Linked DNA regions of Danio rerio: region 1 is linked to region 2. Evidence: chromatin contacts called from public HiChIP or PLAC-seq data. All regions are on one chromosome and are shown on one strand. The core of a region is the stretch at or near the end of the contact, and the rest is flanking DNA. Distances in the headings are between cores, read along the strand shown.

Region 1 (4,518 bases), core at 477-2,976, 230 kb before region 2:
ATCCATCATTTACAGTGTACCTTGTCACCGATGCGTATGAGATATTCAGCTTTGGCCATCATGGCGTCTCTGATCTCACTCTCTCCAAGGTTCTTCTCTGCATCCTCCAAAACATCATCCAGGCGCTTCAGTTCATCCTCATTTGCCTTCTTCATCTTACTCAACAGATCAGAGTCCGCCTGCCACTTCAGCTCCTTACACAGGGTTTCATAGTACGGGGCCATATCTACAACACAGCATTATCAGATACACACTTTACATATATAATTCACGCAATACAAATACACAAATAGGCACGGAAATATATTTGAAATTGCAGCCACAAACCTCAAAATATGATTATCTTCATCTAAGGGACCCCCACCCTGATATTTTGATAAAATATTTTCATTTAAAATTTACATTGAACAAATATCAGTCATATTATTTCTAAATTATTTAATGTCAGTTTAGTTTGTTTAGCAAGTGTATTAAGTTATTTATTTTTAATTTAATATCTACCTAAAACAAACAAATAAAAAAGCTTGATAACAGAAAAATAAACTGGCTAAAATAAATGATTAAAAACTTAATACAAAATAAAACATTAAAACAAATTATACAAGTTACATTAAAATGTACAATTAAACTGATGTTTGATTGATTAAAAATCAATAAGAGAAAATCAATAAGATTAAAGCAAATAACAAAACTGGATCAAAAAAATGTCCAAAAAATAACATTATAAAACAAACAAAAGCAAACTAAATATTTATCAAATAATATTTTGGACAAATTGCTAATATTAATTCGTCAAAGTAAAAACTAGGTCTTTCAACAGGACACAAGATGCATTTAACATTTTAATGGGGTCGCTTTGATGAAAAGTATCATATTAAAGGCTCTCTGAATAAAATAAAAACACCTGTTTGTAAAGTAGTTACGTGTATAACGCGCTTAACTCCAGATTGCGGCAAACTGTCACGCTTTATAAAGATGTAACGTTAAAATTGATGCAAGTTAAAGTAAAACTATTTATTAGCAGGTTAACATGATAGCATCTTAATCATAATGTTTGACTACATCATACAATTTTGGGGTGTTGTGAAGTGACGTTAACACTCGGTAAATATATAAATATAACGTTCCCAATCAAGCTAATTCAATTTCCTTTTTGTGGCAAACGCTTGACAAATACAGAACATTATGTAGAAAACTGAAAAATATATGTATAAAGTGTAAAAACAGGACGCGGTTGACTAATGCAGCAATAAACATAAATAACGATTTAAAAGCGTCAAAAAAGAAAAAAAACTCGTTAAAATGTGTCAAATCTATTAGCAGCCATTGACCTAACATGCTAACGTTACTTTGCTCAGCCTGCCGGCTAAATACACATCAAACGGCGTGAAAATGACAGCGCTCGTGCATAAACAGCTGAATACAAAGTAGCAGCCCAGAAACCCTGTTAATAAGTATTTATAAAGAAAAATAATGTTATAAGGAGAACTCACTGTTGAGTTTGATGGCGTCCATTAGCTCGCTTTTAACCTGAGCATCTTGTCTGTGAGTGAGCAGAAACTTCAGCTGAGCGATCCTCAGATTGGGGTTTTTAGGTAAACCCTCTTCCTCCAAGTTCTCCAAAGGCATTTCTGCAGAGTTTAGTGAAATCTAAAGAGGGACGGGAATCTGTTATGGTTGGGAGTGATGATGGTAAACTAGAGGCAACGATGACTATGGGGAATCTAAACAAAAAAATGTGTCAATTCATTTCCGCCTGAGAGACAAAACGACGCAGAGAAAAGAGAGTCGAGCAATGTTGAACTACGCAGCAAAAATAACAACGCCGCCCTCGTCTGGTTATGTGTCATATCGCAACTACTCATTTAAAGGGATAGTTCACTCCTTGAGTTGTTTTTTTGATTGAGCACAAAATAACACATTTTGAAGAATGTTGAAAAACAAGACAAAAAAAAAACCATACCATTAAAGTCAATGGTTCATATCTGTAAACCCTCCCTTTTTCCCAGGATTCTCCCGTATTTTACAATTCTATTCCGCTATCATCCTGTAAAGATTTTTTATCGTAATTTCTCCAGTATTTTCAATTTTTTCTATGAAGGACGGCAATAAACAATAAAGAGCCGATCCTCCCTATACGCAAACCATAGCGCAGAACTGCGAGGGGATGGAAACCCTTGGTGGGTTTTCTTTTAAACACAACACATTTATTCTTAAATGAGCATAAAAAGTTAGGAAAGCAATTGAATGCTTTCATTATAATGTTAGATGTATGCATTTTTAAACTGACAACTCTGTTATTAAATGTAATCAAACGAAAAAAACTAAGGGGGGGGGGGGGGGGGTAGGGTTGTCACTCGTATTTTTACATCCCAATATTGACAGCCAGGTATGCAATGGTTACAGGTCTCACATTCTTCAAATTATATATATATATATATATTTCTGTTTAACAAAGGAAAGAAACTCAAACAGGTTTGGAAGAAGTGGAGGATGAGTATACAATATTTTATGTCAGAAAATGTAGATGAGACAAAAAGTGACAAGTCATTCAGGAGTCAAAAATTAATCCAAATCCTCCCCAGAATGCCTAACAGACATGACAGTGTATAAACTGGAGAAAAGCAGAGGAGCTTCATGACACAACCAAGAGGATAAACATGACGAGACTCCTGAAGCAGCTGGTAAGAATTTATTTGACTTCAGAATTCTTTTGCCAGACTTTTAAAACTTGATGAAATCAGAAATATTATAGATGGATCAGAATTATTGTCTCAATTTAAAAACAAAACAATCATAAATGCTAAACGAAGTGAAAAAATGATACATTTAATAACACATTTATTAATACATTTTTGTGAACTATATAATTTCTTATTTCTTTCAACAAAGCACAGAACTCTTAACTAAAGTGTACTCATTTACTCAGTGTGCCTCTGCATCAGAGAGAGAGAAAGAAAATCCCTCTGTTCTAGCTCTGGAGATAAAGTGAAATGTCTAAAGTGTTGTTGAGTACATTATTAATGAGGATTTTTTTTAGGCTGGTGGGAAAGCAGTGGTCTTAATCATTGTTTTGGGGTTCGGTGGATCATTTCAGAATGGATTTCATCTGACATCCATCAGCTCTCCTACTCCGGTACGCACCTGCGTTTCTGCTCAATCTATCCCAATTATTATGCTAAGAAATCAGGTTTCACTTTATTTTACTGGATCCTTGTGAGATAGATCTAATTACATAATAATAATTAACATGCCTTATGCTCTGGTTTCCCCCACAGTCCAAAGACATGTGGTACAGGTGAACTGAATAAGCTAAATTGGTCGCAGCGTATGTGTGTGAATGAGTGTATGGGTGTTTTCCAGTGTTGGGTTGCAGCTAAAAACATATGCTAGATAAGATGGTGGTTCATTCAACTTATGATTAATAAAAGGACTAAGCCGAAAAGAAAATGAATGAATGAATAATTAACATGTGCTTGCTGGCTGGGTTAGTTGCATAATCAGGCACGTTCACAAGCAAACGTCCTGCCATGCAATGACTTTACAGTTTATTAAAGTGACGTTTTAGTAGTTTGTTGCAATACATTAGAAAATAATAAAAATACATATTGAAATAAATCTGAAAAATCACCAAAAAATTACTTTGAAAGACTTAAAAATGCCCATATAAGTCACTTTGTTAAACAATTCAACATCAAAAGAAGCATTACAATGTAATTAAAGCTTAAATAAGGCAAAAACGGCCACGAATCACGCAATGTAATAGTTATTAGAATTGAACTGATTTGATTTGATTTTGATTTGACAGAAAAAGAGTCACCTGCAAGAGACTTTTATTCTACTTACAATCAAATATGTGTATATAGCTATATTTTAGTTGAATATTCAATAGCAACACAAACAAACCAAACAATTTCACTCAGCATTTCACCAAAAAGTTAATTAAAATTTACGTTTAAATGTACTCCAATAACAATACCCCACCCCCACGTAGATCAAACTACAATATTAAAAATAACAATGTACATACAAATTCTTCATTACCAAAAAGACTGAACAAATCTTGATATTCAAAATGTTACCGTGTAAAAGATCACTATTTATCAGAGTGAGAGACCAGTTTACAAACAATAACCTCAAAACTGTTTTGCCAGACTAAAATGCTGACTTTCAGATAAAATAATGATTAAAAACAGTGTATGCATTCATTGTAAAACTATTTTAAATATTTATTTTTATGATCAAGTTGGAAAATATTAAGGGTGGGAGGAGAGGTCATCTTACAAGGATTGAGGGCTCTGTAAAATAAAGCCTGACCAGAACACAGAATTTTGATATTGCCAATTCATTATAATACCTATAGTAAGTCTTTTTAAAATCTGTTATCTGTTTGTCCCCAGTATATTCAAAGCTTCATAAACAGCAGCTGGACACATCATTATGGACATATTCCAAAAGAGAGTACCATCACCTTCATCTGGTCTGCTGTCGTTGCTCTGTACGGATTAGGGGGTCTTA
Region 2 (4,061 bases), core at 1,551-4,050:
TGGGATCTATGTTTCAATCAGTCTGGGCTTGTGGATTTGGTCACAGGTTCTCCTCTACATCACAGTGGTGTTTTCATTACATTTTCATCACAAATCTTGGAAAGATCCTTCTGTCAATGTGAACCCAGGCATGACACTGGTCTGCTATGATTAGGCTTTCTTACATACATTACAGTAATGTCAAATCTAAAAACGTTGTCTGTAAAAGTGCTACATGGAACGACAAAAACATAAATATGGAAGAAGGATGAAAAAAGATTAAATCTATAGATAATGTTATCCAGTTGGGGCATATTTTGTGGAAACTGATGTCATTTGATCTATCCTGAAACTTTTATCATCTAAACATATAATATCGTACATCAGTTTCCACACATCAAGAGTAATGCAACAATTATTTATCATTTTGAGTGCTTGTCTCAGTTGATCATATACCATCATGTTAAGTAAATAAATACACAGTTATTTTAAATGTAATGTTTGAGTTGCATTTTGAAATGGGATAAATTTGATGTTTAATTGTGTTATATTGAAAAGGCGATCTTAGTTTAATGAACAAAGTTTCTTTGACTTGTGTGTATTGTATCCAAGCATTTGAAAAAAAGAGTTAAGAGTTTTGCAAAAATGTGCAGTTTGGCAATGGTTGTGAATTTTGTGTCTAGAGTTTTGAAAATTGACACCAGAGTTCTGAAATTCGTGGCAAAACGATTGTAAAAAACTGTAATAGACGTCTAATAGACATCAAAACGGATACAGCTTGGATAAAACAAGGCTAAACTTGAAATGGCAGTAAAAATCTAATGGACATCTAAGATTAGCCCAAAACTAGACTAGTCGTCAAATAAACAGACTTTATATGTGTAGTCTAGTCATTAATTTCTGTTTATTTGATGTCTAGTTTTGGCCTATTCTTAGATGTCTATTAGATTTTCACTGACAGCCCAAATTTTGCCTTGTTGTAGCCAAGACAGCTATGTTTAGACATCTATTAGACATGTTTTAAAAACAAAAAATGCTTGATATGTACAATTAACTATATAAGATTAAAAGCAAAATAAAGTTACGCGTTAAAACAATGTGTTAAAATAAAATATATATTAAAAAAAAAAACTGTATGCTACATGATGACTTTCAGATTTCAGCAAGTAAGTTTGTTTATTTAAAGCCAGTACTTTGTGTCTGAATGACCTGAGACTTGATGTAGTTCCCTTGAGAAATTAAAGTACTGTACTCGCTGCAACTTTGATATCTTAAACTAATACTTGAAGTGATCCCTAAAAGTAACAAACAACATAAAACATTTTACTTCTTTGCAATACAGGTCGGCAGTAGAATCAGTTTTAAAGTTGAACTTCAATAGAAATAGTAGGCTAAGAGTTTTTAATAGTAATACTGACAGCGTTATTAAAGTAATTTGAACATTAATAAATTGGGAATAGGGAGGTTGGGATTAGATTTTCTGTATTACAGAATATATTCACTTATTTTGTAATTTTTCAGGAAGATTTTTTCATAGCAATATTACACTTGTTAAACTGACAAAAATATTATTGCTATATTGTCATGATATTAGGCCTTTTCTGTAACAGATGAAACTATGTGACAAACTCTTTCAAAACTGTAGCATAATAATAGATCTAGAACAACAGAAATTAAAACACTGGCTGGTATATGTTACAGGCCAGGGGTTCTTAATGTCTACATTCAATTAATTTTTTATATTTTTTTTATATGTTCAGAACAATTGACATTACATAACTTGTTTTTAATAAACATCCATAACATGCACCACAATTCAATACTATTTATTTAAGCCAAGTGGCATTTGCATTCAAAACACATTAAATGCAATATAAATGTGGCAAAACCACTAATATAAGTGTTTTGTACATTTTTAGTAAGACAAATGGTATCAGTATACAGCCATGATAATGCAAGCAGAGATTGCATGTCTCAGAGGTTTTAGATTAATTTGGATATTGATTATTCCTGTGATTTTTGTTGCATGGAAAAGGAATCTAATGTTAATGTGTTTTGTGATTGTATATACACAAGGATTTCCAGGGTGGATGTGGAAAATGTTCTTAGAAGGAAAACAAATATGTGCATTTATTGTGTCAATACATGTAAAAAATAGCTTTCTAGTACAACTTTATATTATTATGGGAAAGTTTCATTTACATAAAAAACGGACTGGATCAAAGCCAAATTTAGTTCACTTCCTTCAAGAGACTAAGGACTTCTGCACGTTTGGAGAACATTGTTAATAAAAAAGCAAAGAAGACTTGTAATGTTCTTAAGGAATATAAAATTTTTAATTACTGAATATTTTTATGTACACTCGGGCATATATTTTTGTATAATACTGCATAATTTTGTTTTCGTTGTTAATTAAAAAAAAATAAAATAAAAAAGATGCAATGTCAGACACAATGCCTCTCCAAAAAAGTGAAAAATACAAAAAGTGTGTAATAAAAACCTAAGGTGTAGTAGTTTTGCTGTCCTTATATCTTTAACTATTTCGTGGATAACGTAATGTCGTCCAAAATAACCGTGTTTAGTTTCATAGTGGAGTTTCACATTTCCACTGTTTACAACTCCAATTGTCCAATTACAAATCAAGCAGAATGGCATTGTGCTGACTTGTGGCAAAATAAACGCATTAACTGTACATTCAACTTTGAACTGACGATTCTCCTCATCAAGTTTTTTATTCCATGAGACATTCCATTCATTCTTGATCCTTTCAAATGAGGTGTGTTAAAGCCCATTGGTTTAAGCAGGCGAGCGCACCCGCTCGATCACGTAACGCCTTGTATGATCACTAGAAGTCATGCTGGAAAACTTAAAATATTTTGCCTTTGATATTATTATTAAACAAAATACAAACAACTAAACTGTTAATTTGCAAGGTTTCTGCATTTATCAATGAAGGAACTAAATTTGAATAAGCATGATCTTGCTATGCTAAAAATTCAGCAATGCTGGTCAATTTCATAAATATTCATTAATGTTTCATAAACTACTTGGAGCACCTGTCATTTGTCGTTCATAAACCTAAACTTATTGATTAAAATTGTCAAAGCAAAAAATAAAATGATAAAAAATAAAACAATGTACATAAAAGTTTTGCATTAATTTAAAACTATACATTAATTGAAATCAACACAGCATTTTTTTATGAACTCCGCCCTCACTAATTTTCAAACCGGATGCGCAATGGCGTATTAGTATTATTCATCCTCAAATTATAGATATGATTATACATAGCACACACATACTATTTCATATTCTATTTGCTCTTATTAATTATTTTCCTAGATATAATGTATTATTTTATTCTACATTATTGAATTTTTTTTATTGAAATAATGTGTGATTCGTTACTTTTTATAAACTGTTTTTTTTTTGTTAACTGTTATGAAACTGTAAATAATAATAATAATAATAATATAAAAAAAGAATACAATTCCAGAACTACTTTTGATAAAAGAGATACATTTATTAATAATACTCTTATACCTTTACATATACATTACAAGTTTGAGCGTTACTTATAGGTAACTGTAGTTTTTTCACACCATAAACTTATAATCCGTTGATAAATTTAAACGTTATTGTTTTTTACATCCGAGAAAACGGCAGCTCCTCCATTCACTTGCGTCTGTTTATAGCGCACGGATGGCAGCCGCCTTTAAGTATCGGAGCAACTGACCGAAGCGTACCATGAAGCGTCTAGCTATCTTTTATTTAATATCTGATTTTTAGGCAGACCATGACGGGGACTGTTATCTATTTATTTCAGACCATTAATTGAAAATACATACAAATAAAAATGAGCCAAAAACAATCCTAGTTATGTAATATAAGTAATATTTAAAAAAAAAACATGCGGTGCTGAGAGCTGTTCGAAACATTCCATAAGTGACGTCACTCTGTACAACCACATAAGCGCACGTTCTAAATTCCATTTACAATTCAGAGATTATCCAAGCTACAGTCAGATCATTATTTAAACGCGTTAACAGAGTTTGACCAAATCTTCTGATTTACGATTATCT

Evidence for each region. HiChIP or PLAC-seq counts read pairs in DNA pulled down with a chosen protein or histone mark.
Region 1: an H3K4me3 HiChIP or PLAC-seq map of gastrula embryo shows a contact between it and region 2, with 4 times the contacts expected there. The contact joins the promoter of psmd6 here to the promoter of LOC137496751 in region 2. A contact is called at or near these places in 2 of 4 datasets of contacts at active chromatin or transcription factors (embryo and gastrula embryo).

What each region holds. Positions count from the first base shown.
Region 1 is chr11:21,591,660-21,596,177 of GRCz12tu, reverse strand. psmd6 (proteasome 26S subunit, non-ATPase 6) reads right to left here and starts at 1,726. Exons shown (of 8, transcript NM_200291.1): 1 at 1,494-1,726; 2 at 21-226. The coding sequence starts at 1,629. It overlaps slc2a9l1 (solute carrier family 2 member 9, like 1), which reads left to right and starts at 2,653. Exons shown (of 12, transcript NM_001166117.1): 1 at 2,653-2,684; 2 at 3,041-3,136; 3 at 4,401-4,518. The coding sequence starts at 2,661.
Region 2 is chr11:21,358,431-21,362,491 of GRCz12tu, reverse strand. It overlaps LOC137496751, which reads left to right and starts at 2,800. Exons shown (of 8, transcript XM_073916658.1): 1 at 2,800-4,061.